Linked DNA regions of Ovis aries: region 1 is linked to region 2. The links are chromatin contacts, called in public Hi-C maps. All regions are on one chromosome and are shown on one strand. Each heading gives the region's core, a stretch centred on a gene start, on an enhancer-like site or on the middle of the called end of the contact. The rest is flanking DNA. Distances are from core to core; before and after follow the strand shown.

The links. A called contact is a pair of places that touch in the nucleus more often than the background predicts.
Region 1: a contact with region 2 is called in a Hi-C map of hypothalamus, with 5 times the contacts expected there. The contact joins two enhancer-like sites. A contact is called at or near these places in 4 of 16 Hi-C or Micro-C datasets (hypothalamus, muscle, skin fibroblasts and 1 more).

What each region holds. Positions count from the first base shown.
Region 1 is chr2:22,707,884-22,710,583 of ARS-UI_Ramb_v3.0, reverse strand. The region is part of intron 1 of MSANTD3 (Myb/SANT DNA binding domain containing 3); the gene reads left to right. Among named protein-coding and RNA genes, the nearest start is that of MSANTD3, 14 kb to the left of the region's middle. Within about 2 kb of position 1,328, at least 8 of the 54 cell types and tissues checked have an H3K27ac peak or open chromatin away from gene starts, as enhancers often do. A contact at or near this core is called in hypothalamus, where this site is marked.
Region 2 is chr2:22,544,616-22,547,358 of ARS-UI_Ramb_v3.0, reverse strand. No RefSeq gene overlaps it. Among named protein-coding and RNA genes, the nearest start is that of CAVIN4, 24 kb to the left of the region's middle. Within about 2 kb of position 1,273, at least 2 of the 54 cell types and tissues checked have an H3K27ac peak or open chromatin away from gene starts, as enhancers often do. A contact at or near this core is called in hypothalamus, where this site is marked.

The DNA.
Region 1 (2,700 bases), core at 79-2,578, 160 kb before region 2:
GTCTTGTCACCGGTCCATCCACAGTAGGCTGTGCTGCACTGTGTCTTCACTGGACCGTGGTCTCCTGAATTTGTTTTGTTTTGTTTTCTGCTGAATCTTAAGACATACCGCTCCCCCGTCCAGTGCCTTCTTTAATCCTCGTGCATTCTCTTTGCCTCTGCTTTCTCTTGATCCCCCACCATAGTGTACACACACACGCATCCTGGCCATTTCTCCCTTTGAAACAGCCCCTGGCACGCACTGCCTCCTCTCCATTAACTCGCCGCCACTCAAAATCCAGGCCCTTCCTTATCAATTATTTATCTGCATGATCTCCTTCAGCGGTCTCTGTTCATATCCTATACATTCTTAAAAGATCTAGCTCAGATGTCCTCTCTTGTTCATGAAGAGTGCAAATTAACCTCCTCCCCCTTCTGAATGAGCAGGGTGCTTTGTCCTGTGTGATGGTCTCAGTGTGCCTGTCCTTCCGGTTGTCAGTTTCTGCATGCCAGTGCTCTTTCCAGGCTCTGTGGTTCAGACTGTCTTTGTATCTGCCACATATTCTAGGACAGTACTGAGCCTTTGGCAGGAATTCATTACATATCTGTTGACGGGGTTTTTTTTTTTTTTTTTTTTTCCAGTTAATAGAAGAACCAATAAGTATTTGAGTGTATGTGGTATTTAGACCACTGTTTGACTTTTGGAAGCAGTTCAGTATGGGTGATAGGGGTGGAAATAACTAAAATTTATTGAAGATCTAGTCTGTGCTTCTTGACTCCTATTGCAGGACAGTCATATAGAGGGACTAAGGCAGAGTAGGGGGTATGACTTCATCTTACTACAGATGAAGCATGAGGTTCATTGACGTGCCCAGAGTCACACTGCTAAGTGAGTGCTAAAGTTAAGATTTGAGCCCAGGTTTTCTGCATCCAGTGTCTCCACTTTAAGAGCAGTAGTTCATATCCTAACAGCTGTCTGAAGTCCCAGTGTCATGATTTTTGGTCATGGTTCCTACAAAGGGCAGTAGAGATCAAATTTGGCCAACTTTCTCTAGTCTTTGCCCAAATTTTAGGACTTCGTTTCATCCTTAGTGGACTTAGAATATTATCGCACGGTGTATTAGTCACCTTGGCCTGCCATAATAAAATACCACAGACTGGTTGCGGGCGGGGGGGAGGCTTAAACAACAGAAGTTTATTTCTTTCAGTTCTGGAAGCTTAGGAAGTCCAAGATCAAGGTGCCAGTAAAGTAGGTTTCATTCTGAGGCCTCTTCTCTTGGCTTGTAGGTGGCTGCCATCTCTGTGTGCTCACGCGACCTCTTTGTAACCAGCGGTTGGTGGTGGTTGGGGAGGCAGGGAACAAGAGCTCTCTTGTCTTTTCTTATTAGGTCACTAATCTTCTTGAGCCAGGACTCCACCCTTATGACCTCATTCCATCTTGTTGTTGTTATTCAGTCATGCAGTCCAACTCTTTGCGACCCCATGGACTACAGCATGCCAGGCTTCCCTGTCCTTTACCATCTCCTGGAGCTTGCTAAAACTCATGTCTATTGAGTCAGTGATGCCATCCAGTCATCTCATCCTCTGTCTTCCCCTTTTCCTCCTGCCTTTTATCTTTCCCACCATCAAGGTCTTTTCTAATGAGTCTATTCTTCCATCAGGTGGCCAAAACATTGGAGCTTCAGCTTCAGCATCAGTCCTTCCAATGAATATTCAGGACTTTTTTCTTTAGGATTGAGTGGCTTGATCTCCTTGCAGTCAGGGACTCTCAAGAGTCTTCCCCAACACCACAGTTCAAAAACATCAATTCTTCAGCGCTCAGCCTTCTTTATGGTCTAGCTCTCACATGCATACATGAGTACTGGAAAAACCATAGCTTTGAGTAGATGGACCTTTGTTGGCAAAGTAGTGTCTCTGCTTTTTAATACACTGTTTAGGTTTATCATAGATTTCTTTCAAGGAGCAAGCATCTTTTAATTTCATGGCTGCAGTCACCATCTGCAGTGATTTGGGGGCCCCCCAAAATAAAGTCTGCCACTGTTTCCATTGTTTCTCCATCTGTATGCCATGAAGTGATGGACTGGATGCCATGATCTTCATTTTTTGAATGTTGAGTTTTAAGTCAGCTTTTTCACTTTCCTCCTTCACCTTCATAAGAGGCTCTTTAGTTCCTCTTTCATTTCTGCCATAAAGGTGGAACCATCTGCGTATCTGAGGTTATTGATATTTCTCCTGGCAATGTTGATTCCAGCTTGTGGTTCTTCATCCAGCCCAGCATTTCTCATGATGTACTCTGCATATAAGTTAAATAAACAAGGTGACAATATACAGCCTCGATGCACTCCTTTCTCAATTTTGAACCAGTCCATTTGTTGTTCCATGCTCAGTGCTAACTGTTGCTTCTCGGCCTGTTTTCTCATTCAATCTTAATTGCTTCCTTAAAAGCTTATCTCCAAATACAGTTACTGTGAGGGTTACGGTTGCAACAAATATGTTTTTTTAGGGGGATGGGTTGAATACAAACATTTAGTCCCCTAACAGATGGATTTTTAAGGTGGATATTAAATGTACTTATTACAGTCTTCCGGTGGTTTAGTCAGTGTTATTGTTTTGGGAATTGTGCTGATTATTTCCTCTTTGTTCTTTTATAGTATTGAAATCCTGCTATTTTATTTAGTTCTGTCTATGGGTCTTTGCTTAGCCCACGAGGAATTTCCATCAT
Region 2 (2,743 bases), core at 24-2,523:
TTGACTAGATGGACCCTTGTTGGCAAAGTAGTGTCTCTGCTTTTCAATATGCTGTCTAGGTTGGTCATAACTTTTCTTCCAAGGAGTAAGCGTCTTTTAGTTTCATGGCTGCAGTCACCATCTGCAGTGATTTTGGAGCCCCCCGAAATAAAGTCTGCCACTGTTTCCATTGTTTCCCCATCTATTTCCCATGAAGTGATGGGACCAGATGCCATGATCTTCGTTTTCTGAATGTTGAGCTTTAAGCCAACTTTTTCACTCTCCTCTTTCACTTTCATCAAGAGGCTCTTTAGTTCCTCTTCACTTTCTGCCATAAGGGTGGTATCATCTGCATATCTGAGGTTATTGATATTTCTCCTGGCAGTCTTGATTCCAGCTTGTGCTTCTTCCAGCCCAGCGTTTTTCATGATGTACTCTGCATGTAAGTTAAATAAGCAGGGTGACAGTATACAGCCTTGACGTACTCCTTATCCTATTTGGAACCAGTCTGTTGTTCCATGTTAGGCAGGGAAAAAGTGTTACGGAAAAAATTGGTCAAGGTAAGAGGGTGGGGTGGTGCCAGGTGGGTGCTGGGTCAAAGGGTGGCCAGGAAGGCCTCTCTGAGAAGGTGGCCACAGTCAGGGTCCTGAGTCTAATGCAAGAATATCTGGGAAAAGAGTTTCAGGTGTGTTCAGGGGACTATGGCTAAAGTGGGTAAGGATGGAAGAGTGTTTATAGCTGTGGTAAGGAGTTGGATTTTTACTTTGAACAAGGGGCCGCATGTTAGAACTTGTTGAGCATGTGACATGATGTAATTTATTGATCTGTTTATACTCATTGAAAAACCACTGTGTTCATAGAAAAAGCTAGCTAAAGTTCCTTAGTTCAGACTGCAAAGGAAACTCATTCTTGGAACACTTGCAGTTCCATGCTCTCTCCTTAATAGTCCTTGGCTGCATCCCAGGAAACCTGTTGTAGTTCAAGGCTGACATCTAGTGGATATTTTCTCAAGTGTTTATAAACCTGCAAGTTGGAACATAACCACTTTTGATTAGAGAGAGAGGGCAAGCTTTAACATAAAAATCACAAACAGGATGATAAACAATCATAGAATTTTAGAGGAGATTGTAATAGATTTGCTTCGTTTTTCACGTGCTTATATTCTGGTAAGCTTGCATTCCTCTAGCAAGTATTTGTTAAAACTGGTTGGTTTACCTGCCAGAAGATGTGGCAGCAAAGTCATGGGCTGGTAAAGGGAGAATAAATGAGGATCGGGTGGGATCACTAGGAGAAAGTGCTCTGGTTCTAGGAGAGGCCCTCAAAAGGTAGCCTGTGGTTTGTTGTGTGGTATCTAAGGGTGTGTGTGTTCCAAACCTGACCTGGAGTCAAGTTAACCCTGATTTACAAAAGGGGTCTGAGCTCATGAGCAGGCATGATGAGAGGAAGTTTAGGGCAGTGGGGAAAATACTCAAAGTCAGGTGCAGTTAGGTATTTCCCAAAGCTTAAGTGGGGTGTTTAGTGCAGCAGTCAAGAGCTTTAGCTTTGTAATTGGACATCTGGCTTCATGTCCTGCTCTGCCGTTTACTCTGCCATTTACATCCTGACTGTGAGAGCTTGGGTGTGCTGTGTTCTTTGTATCTGACTTTCTAAACTGTCCCACTTTGTATTAAGTGAGGTAATTTATGCTGAGCACTTGACATTAAGTAAGCAGTCAGTAACAGCTAGGTGTTATTTTTCAGAGGAACCACAAGCAGCCATTAGAGGTAAAGAAGTAGGCTATTGTAATGATAGTGTCTGCGTTAACAAACTTTTTCTTTTTTGCCCTCAGCACTTAAGATTAGCAGAATTTAGGTTTTAACTTACTTTATCTATATGATCCGTTTTATCTGCACTGATTTGGAATAGCTGAATATGCTGCGTAAGGTATACCATTTATATTACATAAAGATTATAATTGTTCAGTGGCTTTCATGACTTTTAAGGAAAAAGGCCCACTTGGCTTTGTAGGACCTGGCTCCTGCCTGCCACTTCAGGTCATCTTTTACTGCTCTTCCCCCTCAGTTTCTGAATTCTAGACATGCCGAGATACGCTGGTCTTCCTTCAGGTCCTCCAACATCTTGTTCCACCTGTCTCAGGACCTTTGCATAGGCAGTTTCCGTACTGGTCCTCTTCTCTCCCACCCTACCCATACCAACAACCAAGCACAAGCCTGGTAATGCCCATTCATCTTTCAGATTCTGGCTCAAATGACACTTCTTCAGAGAAGTTTTCCCTGCCTTCACCCCACTCCCAGGCTGGGCAAGTCAAGCTCTCATAGCATTCTGTCCTTCTAGCTTTTCTTTAGAATACTTACAGTTTTAAAGTATATGAAGTGAAGTGGCTCAGTCGTGTCCGACTCTGCGACCCCATGGACTGTAGCCTACCAGGCTCCTCTGTCCATGGGATTTTCCAGGAAATAGTACTAGAGTAGATTGCCATTTCCTTCTCCAGGGGATCTTCCCGATCCAGGGATCGAACCCAGGTCTCCCGCATTGTAGACAGACGCTTTACCGTCTGAGCCACCAGGGAAGTCAAGTATATATATGCATATTAAAAAGCAGAGGCATCACTTTGCAAACAAAGATCCATCTAGTCAAAGCTGTAGTTTTTCCAGTAGTCAGGTATGGATGTTAGAGCTGGATGATAAAGCTGAGCACTGAAGAATCGATGCTTTTGAACTGTAGTGTTGGAGAAGACTCTTGAGAGTCTGTTGGACTGCAAGCA